Regions from separate parts of the Sus scrofa genome. Here region 2 is linked to region 1. A link is a contact called in public promoter capture Hi-C data. All regions are on one chromosome and are shown on one strand. Each heading gives the region's core, a stretch centred on a gene start, on an enhancer-like site or on the middle of the called end of the contact. The rest is flanking DNA. Distances are from core to core; before and after follow the strand shown. Region 1 holds the start of C8H4orf33 (UPF0462 protein C4orf33 homolog). Region 2 holds the start of PLK4 (serine/threonine-protein kinase PLK4).

What was found. Promoter capture Hi-C pulls out the DNA fragments that hold promoters and counts their contacts.
Region 2: a promoter capture Hi-C map of fetal liver shows a contact between it and region 1, with 2.9 times the contacts expected there. The contact joins the promoter of PLK4 here to the promoter of C8H4orf33 in region 1. A contact is called at or near these places in 1 of 5 promoter capture datasets (fetal liver) and 1 of 2 datasets of contacts at active chromatin or transcription factors (alveolar macrophages).

What each region holds. Positions count from the first base shown.
Region 1 is chr8:95,947,649-95,951,823 of Sscrofa11.1, forward strand. C8H4orf33 (UPF0462 protein C4orf33 homolog) reads right to left here and starts at 1,733. Exons shown (of 13, transcript XR_002346802.1): 1 at 1,624-1,733. SCLT1 (sodium channel and clathrin linker 1) reads left to right here and starts at 1,812. Exons shown (of 20, transcript XM_021100694.1): 1 at 1,812-2,373. The coding sequence starts at 2,340.
Region 2 is chr8:97,011,717-97,016,063 of Sscrofa11.1, forward strand. It overlaps PLK4 (serine/threonine-protein kinase PLK4), which reads right to left and starts at 1,301. Exons shown (of 16, transcript XM_021101607.1): 1 at 795-1,301; 2 at 565-660. The coding sequence starts at 827. It overlaps LOC102167943 (a long non-coding RNA gene), which reads left to right and starts at 1,644. Exons shown (of 5, transcript XR_001298442.2): 1 at 1,644-1,796.

The sequences.
Region 1 (4,175 bases), core at 483-2,982:
ATACTAGTTGGATTCTTATCCCACTGAGCCACAATGGGAACTCCCGTTCACCAAATTCTTTAATTCCTTTAGCAGATACTAATTGTGTGCTCAGTGTGTTCTAGGTACTAAGATAGAGTCTGGAGTCAAACTGCCAAACAGTAAGATAGAAGCTGCAGGAAGAAGACACCTTGGGGTAATTAGGTAGAAAACCCAAGGGAAGCTTTAAAAGGAAAAAGACTAGCGGTATACTTTAAAGATAACTGGAATCATAGCACTTGTTTCCAAAAGTTGAAAACTATTTTGAAAACACTTCATTAAAATTCAACCAGTAAAAATCTTGTAACAATCCCCCCCAAACAATCAAACAAAAAAAACACACCACAAACCCCTAAAACTACAGTTTGTATTGACCTTGACCCTACAGGCCAAATAATTCAAGTACAAAGGTAAAATTCCAATTTCAGATATTCAATTATTCACTGCAGAGACCACCTCATCATTTATACCCAGAAAGTACTGCTTGCTCTCACCCAAACTAATATCAACTTGTAGTGTAAATGTAGAGTTAAGTGTATGACTATTGCTTGGTGCCAAGCTAAATCACCCTATGATAGTATATGTTTCAATTGTAGGGGAAGATACAAGTAAGACCTTGAGAAGTGAGAGATTCATGGAAAGATACACACACTGACCTGCAAAAAAGAGCTGCAGCTAGCACTCTCAGTTTCTCCTTCCAACAAGTTTTTGTGTTAATTCATAGCAACTGAAAACGAAATCAAGTACAATCTTTATTCAATGCTAAATTAAACTTTCTATAGTTATTAGATAAACCTCCCTGTTTACAACCAGTCTTTAGAGGAAGGGACCATCTCATTCCCTTAATAGCGAGTATAGAGAAAACCTGTAACAGGACTTCAAATACCTAAGTGGATACCACTGGATGCATTTGAAAAACGTCTTAATACATTCTGCCAGCATTACTTTGTTTATAGAGCATAACGAGTACAAGACAACAAAAGCTTCTTAATCTGTTAAAGAGAAAGCTAAATCGAGCTGTATCTATGGTCTGCTCATAAACTTAACCCATAAACACACATATTTGATTAAAAAGCACTAACTGGTGGCTGGCCTCAAGTTAACATTTTTATTGCTGGCATTGAAATTTCCTCTAATGCTGTTAAAAAAAAAAGACATCTAAATCTAGACACATCTAGACAAAATCAATTTTTAAAAATGGGGATTGTAATCCATTTACAAATGTAAAGTTTTACCTAATTTTTTTCTTGCAAAGAACGTAACTTTTGTTTCTTTTTTTGAGGAAGCAAAGTTATCGCTAAAGAAATAACTGCTGAATTTGCAGGATCTTTGTAGTACTTCTACCTACCTCCCTTATTGCTCACGGTTAACTATTTAAACAACAGCTGTGTCAGTTCTCCAAACACCCACGTACCTAGCTTCTGAAGATAACAAATTCATACTCATAAATCCTCCAGAAGGACAGGTTTGGAAGCAGACTCTGAAGTCTGGGTTCCGCCCCCAGACGCAGAAACTAAGCGTTTTTCACCACCCCTTTGGCCAGCGGGTTCTCCCAGTAACAAAAATACTGTGGTACTTAAACTATATATTTAATTCCCTACCTACGTTTAAATTTGGGAGGGGCGGGCGTTCTTTTAAAAAAGAACACAGGCCCCACAGCGCGCTCGCCGCTTCACAGGTGGCTCAGCCCGCTGTCATCCAGGTTCCTACAGCTCCGCCCATCGCTTGACTGATAGCCAATAGCGTGAGAGAACTCCAGGAAGCGTGGTGACGTAAGCGCTGACGCACGCGTAAAGACGCAGGCGGCGTCACCGTCTCCAAGGAGCGGTCTGGGGCACCGGTTTCAAAGTCGCTGGGCGGGCCCAGTCGATTTCCGATACTGGTCCCGGGATTCCTGGACGCTTTGGAGTAGCTCCTGGCTCCACCGAGGACGCCGCCACACGGCTGCCCGCTGGCTACCTCGGCGCTCTCCTGAGTGGCCCGACACGACCTGGAGTGACCCGCGGACGCCTGTATTCACACGCGTCCCTGTTCCCCACTGGCTGGGATTCGGGTGAACGTGGAAGGGAACTAATTTAGCGGGTCTCCAGCAAACCTGAAATCTTTAGTGCCTCATTTGAGCGAGGGACTCGCCTGAGAGTCTGAAGAAGGAAGGCGCGGCGGGGCTGTTGATGCCGCGTGAGTAGGATTCGGATTACAGCACTCGAGTGCTAGACAACCTCGGAGGCATTGCTTTGGTTTTGTTTTCCCCGTACAGCCTGCTTTGTGTCTTTTTGAGAAAAGTAAAAGTGGTGAAAGCTCCAAGCTAAAATTGTATCTACATGGCCACTGAAATCAAGTTTCTGCGAGATCAAAGTAAGCTCCACATTCCTTTTTTGAGAATTCTTATATGTAATGTTTAATGTCGTCATCGTTGAGTAATGTTTTCTACATGCCTGATGGATGCATGGAAATTTGTAAAAACTTTAAGAAATTAGCTGCAGAAAGAGCTTGGTGGTATATATGAGGATGGATATATACTTCTGCAAAACGTTTGGTAAATACTTAAAGGTTCCTTAGCCTTAAGTAGGACTCCACTACACGCTTGTTTGTTATGCTTCTCGCGTGCTCTGGGGAAATTAGAGGGTTGATGGCCAGGAAGAGTGTCCAAGTCTGCAGTTAGAACCTAAGGGAAAGCTGTGGCCATTTGTTCAAAAGATGTTTATTGAGCGCCTCCTGTTTTTATTATATGCCAGAAGCTATACAAGCATAGCAACTACAAAGATGAGGGCTGTTCTACCCTCCAAGAATATGAGGAGGGAAATACATAAATTCCATAAATACAATGAAGTGACAGCAATTGCCAATTCTTTTGCCTCGGTTTCCTCACAGGATTGTTGGAATGATTAAATGATTGTTAAAATATGTAAAGGATTTAGAGTAATTTCTGACAGTGCTAAACAAACATTAACTGTTGTTACAGGGTTATAATTTACTGTGGTCAAGGAAGGTGCTATTTAGCTGAAACTTGAAGTATTAATATGAATGTACTCAATAAAGAACTGTAGGAAAATTAAACAGTATCTGCAACGTTGAAGGGACTAGAACATGCTTTGTTAAAAACTTTAAAAAGGTTGGTTTGAATGGAATATGTTGTATATGGGGAAATGGAAGTGGAGCTGAAAGGGACAAATTCGAAGGGCCTTATTTGCTGTTTTTTGTTTGTTTTTAGGACCACTGCACAGAGTATAGGTATTATAGACCAGTGGTTAAGAACTCAGCCTCAGGATTCAGTCTGAGCTCATATTTTAGCTCTCTTTCTAGGTTTTTGACCTTGGACAAGTTATTTAGCTTCTCTGTGCCTCAGTTTGCTCATTTGTCAAATGGGTATAATAGCACAATAACCCTGATGGGGTCGACATGGCAATTAAATGAGATGATGCAAATAAAACACTTAGCATGATATCTAGGATATATTAAGTGCACAGTTTTTATCATCTAAATCGTTAATAACACTATAATGATACTATAACATTAACATTATTTCTCAGATGTGAAGTGGAAATATCCCATATGAAGGACTAGCTGGCCACCATTGAGTATTGTAGGGTAAGATTGGGTGGTGAAGAGTTTGATTTGGGTGGAAAGAGTACCTCAGGCACTCAAACTAAGAGATTTGGAGGAATATACCAGCCAGAATTTTTAAATAAAACTTAAGTTCAAATACCAGAGAGAACTGTAGAAGCATAGTAAATTACTTCTTGAAAATTGAGTTGTAGTTCACCAGAATACAAGTGAGTAGAAGAAGGAAATCCTCAGATGGAATGGCAGAAGCAAAGGCTTGGACACTTTAAATAACTGCTTATTCAGGAAGTTGGGGCATGGAATGATAGAGTTTACATGAAGAAATGAAATTTGAGTGTTGACGTCTATGAATCTCCCCTTTTCTTTTAATTGGACCTCACATGGCAGTCGTAGCTGGTGAGTGACCCTATTAGTTGACCAACTCTGGTAAATATAGGAAGCTTGCCCTTTTCCCACCTACCTCTTACTATTTCTACATTGATTTCTATTGATTTTGAGCTTCCTTTTACTTGTTGTAGCATATTACACCCTTCTTCCACCTCCCTCTGAGAAGAAAGATCTGATAGTCCTTAGGGACCTGTTCAAGGAGAAAC
Region 2 (4,347 bases), core at 51-2,550, 1.1 Mb after region 1:
AGGCTAAGGGTCCAATTGGAGCTGTAGCCACCAGTCTATGCCACAGCCACAGCTACACGAGATCAGAGCCTCGTCTGCAACCTACACCACAGCTCACAGTAATGCCGGATCCATAACCCACTGAGTGAGGCCAGGGATCGAACCCGAAACCTCATGGTTCCTAGTCAGATTCGTTAACCACTGAGCCACGACAGGAACTCCCTAGACTGACTTCTGATAAAAAGAACAGTATTTTAGCTTGCTACAGTGTAATATAGAACTATGCACAAGTGTATTCTTATTATTTTAAAGTTATTTTTTGTTCTTTGATCGCTACCGATTATTCCAAGTACACATAATTAGATACCAGGTATAATGAACAGTACTGAAGATGTTATTTAAGTATGGTCAAGGATCTCCTACGATAACCTTATGTTCAAATGGTGGACTTGGAACTACTGTCTCCTGCCTAAGCAGTGGGATTTTTATACCATAAAGAAAAGGCTGGCAGGTAAGGAGTTTCTGACATTTCAAATAGCAAATATCTCTTGTTACCTGCAAAGAAGTTGATTACAAAATTCTTACCATTTTGATTGCAACTTCCAAACCAGTGTGAATGGACTCAGCTCTGTAGACACCAGCAAATGATCCTTTACCAAGCAGATTTCCAACTTTAAAATCCTTAAAAGTCAAAATTAAAGAATGTGTGTGACAACTTTCAGAAGGAGAAAGGGAAAAAATAGGAAGGGGCTGGAAAAGAAGAGAAAATGGATCAAGAGGGGAATTTGCATTCAAAATTCAAGCAGATATTACACCTCAATACAGCAGGTGTCTGGGGTGGAAAGCATGTTGATGCCTTGCAGGTCTCGCTGAGCTTCCAGGCTGGGCTCTAGATAGAATATCCTAAGTCTGGCTCCGCAACTTCAGTGTAGCCTCAGCACCCTCCTCCCACCTCCAGCCAACCCCCTGAGAGCTGAGCGCCTGAAGAGAATCCCGCCGCAGCTCCCGCCGGAGGTAACCGCCATCCCCTTGAAAAAAGGGGAGACAGTCTTGCTCTGCTCTAAGCGCGGCAGCTGGAGCGGGATCGCAGACCAGAAGCCTTGGAGTCTAGGAACAGAAGGGCGGAGCTGCGAGCAACACACCTGTCTCACCGCCCCCGCGTCTGTGAGGGGCGGGCCGCTCCGCCCTTAAAACAGCCGGGCTCCCGGCGGTTGGGACCCTCCCAAAGCACCTCGGCGCCCGCCCCGCGGCAGTTAGCTTCGCCCGATCCCCTTCCAGCCAGGGTCTCGAGTCCCAACACTCCGACTCCCACTCGCCCTACTGAGCAGTGCCGAGTCTTTTCACCTCGATCTTCTCCCCGATGCACGTCGCCATATTTCTAGGTCCCGGCCCGTGCTTCCCGGATTAGCTCCCTTCACGAAGTCTTTTCGAGGCAGCGCTCCAAGCAGCCAGCGGGTCTTGGCGCCCATCAGGCTCGGCTCTCTAGGCCGCCGCTCCTGGCGACGACAGTACAGCCACGGAAAGGTCTCCCAGGCACCTTCCGAGGACTGGGTGGCGCCTTCGCGCTCCCATTTTGAAAAACTCCCGCCGGTTGCCGTCAAGGGAGGTTGGAGGTGACGTAACGAGACGGGTAGTTGCGGAGAGGCTGCGCCGGGGCGCGCATGCGTGTTAGGCTCCTTCCCGGCTAGTCTCTGGACCGAAGACCGGAAGTGCTTCTGCACCTTACAGCTTGGAAGCAAGAGTTGGCATTCTAAGTTGTGGAAGACCTGCGCGAGACAGTAAAAAAGGCAGCCTGAAATATGAGGCATTTACAACCGGTCAGTTATTTACCTCACTGTCTGAAAAGCTACTTATTCCAGTTCTGTAAAGGGTTTACAACGATAATTAAATTTCAAATGTTTAAACTTGGTGGAACAGCACAAGGGAAAAAAATTACCTGATGTAAGCATTCCATTACTCCCCAATGCTTACTCCAGTTTTTCATAACTGTAAAAAATGTGTAAGGTGCTTAAAGAAAATAAACTGGGAGTTCCCCTCGTGGCTTAGCGGATACGACTCTTGACTAGGAACCATGAGCTTGCGGGTTGGATCCCTGGCCTCACTCAGTGGGTTAAGGATTTGGCATCGTGGTCACCTGTGGCGTAGGTCGCAGATATGGCTCGGATCCCAAGTTTCTGTGGCTGTAGTATAGGCCAGCAGCTGTTCCTAGCCTAGGCACCTCTGTGTGCCCAGGGTGCGGCCCTGAAATGACAAAAGACAATAAATAAATAAGTAAATAGAAAATAAACTGTATTTTGGTAAATAGTAAATATATGTCATTTGGATAATAACTCACATTTAAGAGATCTCACACACGTGTTAATAGACTGGTCAAAAAAGACCTTTAAATTTGGTACGATACACTTTATCAGATGATAAGATTGTTGTATTCAACAAGGATATGTAGCAGAGAACTACTTCAAAAACTTTCTAAAGGGAAAGCTCTTTTCTTTACATTAATGGGTATATTAAGTTTGTCTACCTTCAAGCTGTGTAAAAACCCTGTTCAGAGAAAAATCAACTTTTCCCTTCGTTTCTGGAAATACTTCTTTAAATGTTATAATGCTTGAGTACTTGGTTCCAGTGTCCAGTCTTCCATTTATACTTGTTTTTGCCATTACATTTTCAAAAGTTCCTATAGTTTGCTGATATTGTGGGGTTTGGGGGTAGTGGTGGTGGTATCTACGCTTTATTGTTAATATCAGGTATTATATCGACTTTTTAAGACAGTATTTCTAGGGCAGTTTAAAATTTACAGCAAAATTAAGTGGAAGATATGGAGAGTTCCCATATACTCCTGCCACCTAAACATGCATAGCTTCCCCAAGTATCATCGTCATTCACCAGAATGCTACGTTTCTAAAAATTTTATTGGAGTAGAGTTGTCCTACAATGTTGTGTTAGTTTCAGGTGTACAGCAAAGTGGATCATTTGTACATTACCTATATTCATTCTTTTTCAGATTCTTTTCCCATATAGGCTATCACAGAGTATTGGGTAGATTTCCCTGTACTATATGGTCAGTCCATGTTACTTACTGATTTTGTGTGTAGTAGTGTATATATGCCACTCCCAACTTCCCAATTTATCCCTCCCCCCACATTTCCCCTTTAGGTAATCGTAATTTTGGCTTAGAAATCTTTGAGTCTGGGAGTTCCCGTCGTGGCGCAGTGGTTAACGAATCTGACTAGGAACCATGAGGTTTCGGGTTCCATCCCTGCCCTTGCTCAGTGGGTTATGGATCCGGCGTGGCCGTGAGCTGTGGTGTAGGTTGCAGATGCGGCTTGGATCCCTCGTTGCTGTGGCCCTGGGGTAGGCCGGGGGCTACAGCTCTGATTTGACCTCTAGCCTGGGAACCTCCATATGCCGCGGGAGCGGCCCAAGAAATGGCAAAAAAAGACAAAAAAAAAAAAAGAAATCTTTGAGTCTGTTTTGTGAATAAGTTCTTTTGTATCATTTTTATTAGGTTCCACATATTAGTGATATCATGTATTTCTCTTTCTCTGTCTGACTTAGTATGATAATCTCCAGGTCCATTCATGATGCTGCAAATGACATTATTTCATAATAAAATAATATTCTATTGTGTATATATGTACCATATCTTCTTTTTCTACCCCCTTTTGATGGACGTTTAGGTTGCTTCCATGTCTGGGCTGTTATAAATTGTGCTGCAATGAACATGGGGTGCATGTATCTTTTTGAAATATGATTTTCTCCAGGTATATGTCCAGGAGTGGTATTGTTGAATCCTATCAAATGGTCGTTCTATATTTAGTTTTTTAAGGAACCTACCTATACAGTTCTCCATAGTAGTTGCAAAGGTTACATTCTCGCCAACAATGTAGGAGGGTTCCCTTTTCTCCACATCCTCTCCAGCATTTATTGCTTGTAGACTTTTCTTTTTTCTTTTTAGGGCCAAACCTGTGGCATATGGAAGTTCCCAGGCAAGGGGTTGAATTGGAGCTGCAGCTGCCAGCTTAAACCATAGCCACAGCAATGGCAATGCCAGATCTGAGCCTCTATTTTTTCAGCTTGCAGCAATGTCGGATCTTAACCCCCTGAGCATGGCCAGGGATTGAACCCACATCCTCATGGACACTAGTTGGGTTCTTAACCCATTGAGCCACAACAGGAACTCCACTTGTAGACTTTTTGATGATGTGAAGAGTTTTTATCATAAATTTATGGTGAATTTTATGAAAAGCTTTTTTTTTCATCTATTTACGTGATCATATTCTTTTCATTTTCATTTAGTTTAAAATATTTTATAATTTCTCATGAAATTTCTTTGACTCCTATGCTATTTATGAGTACATTTTTTTTTTC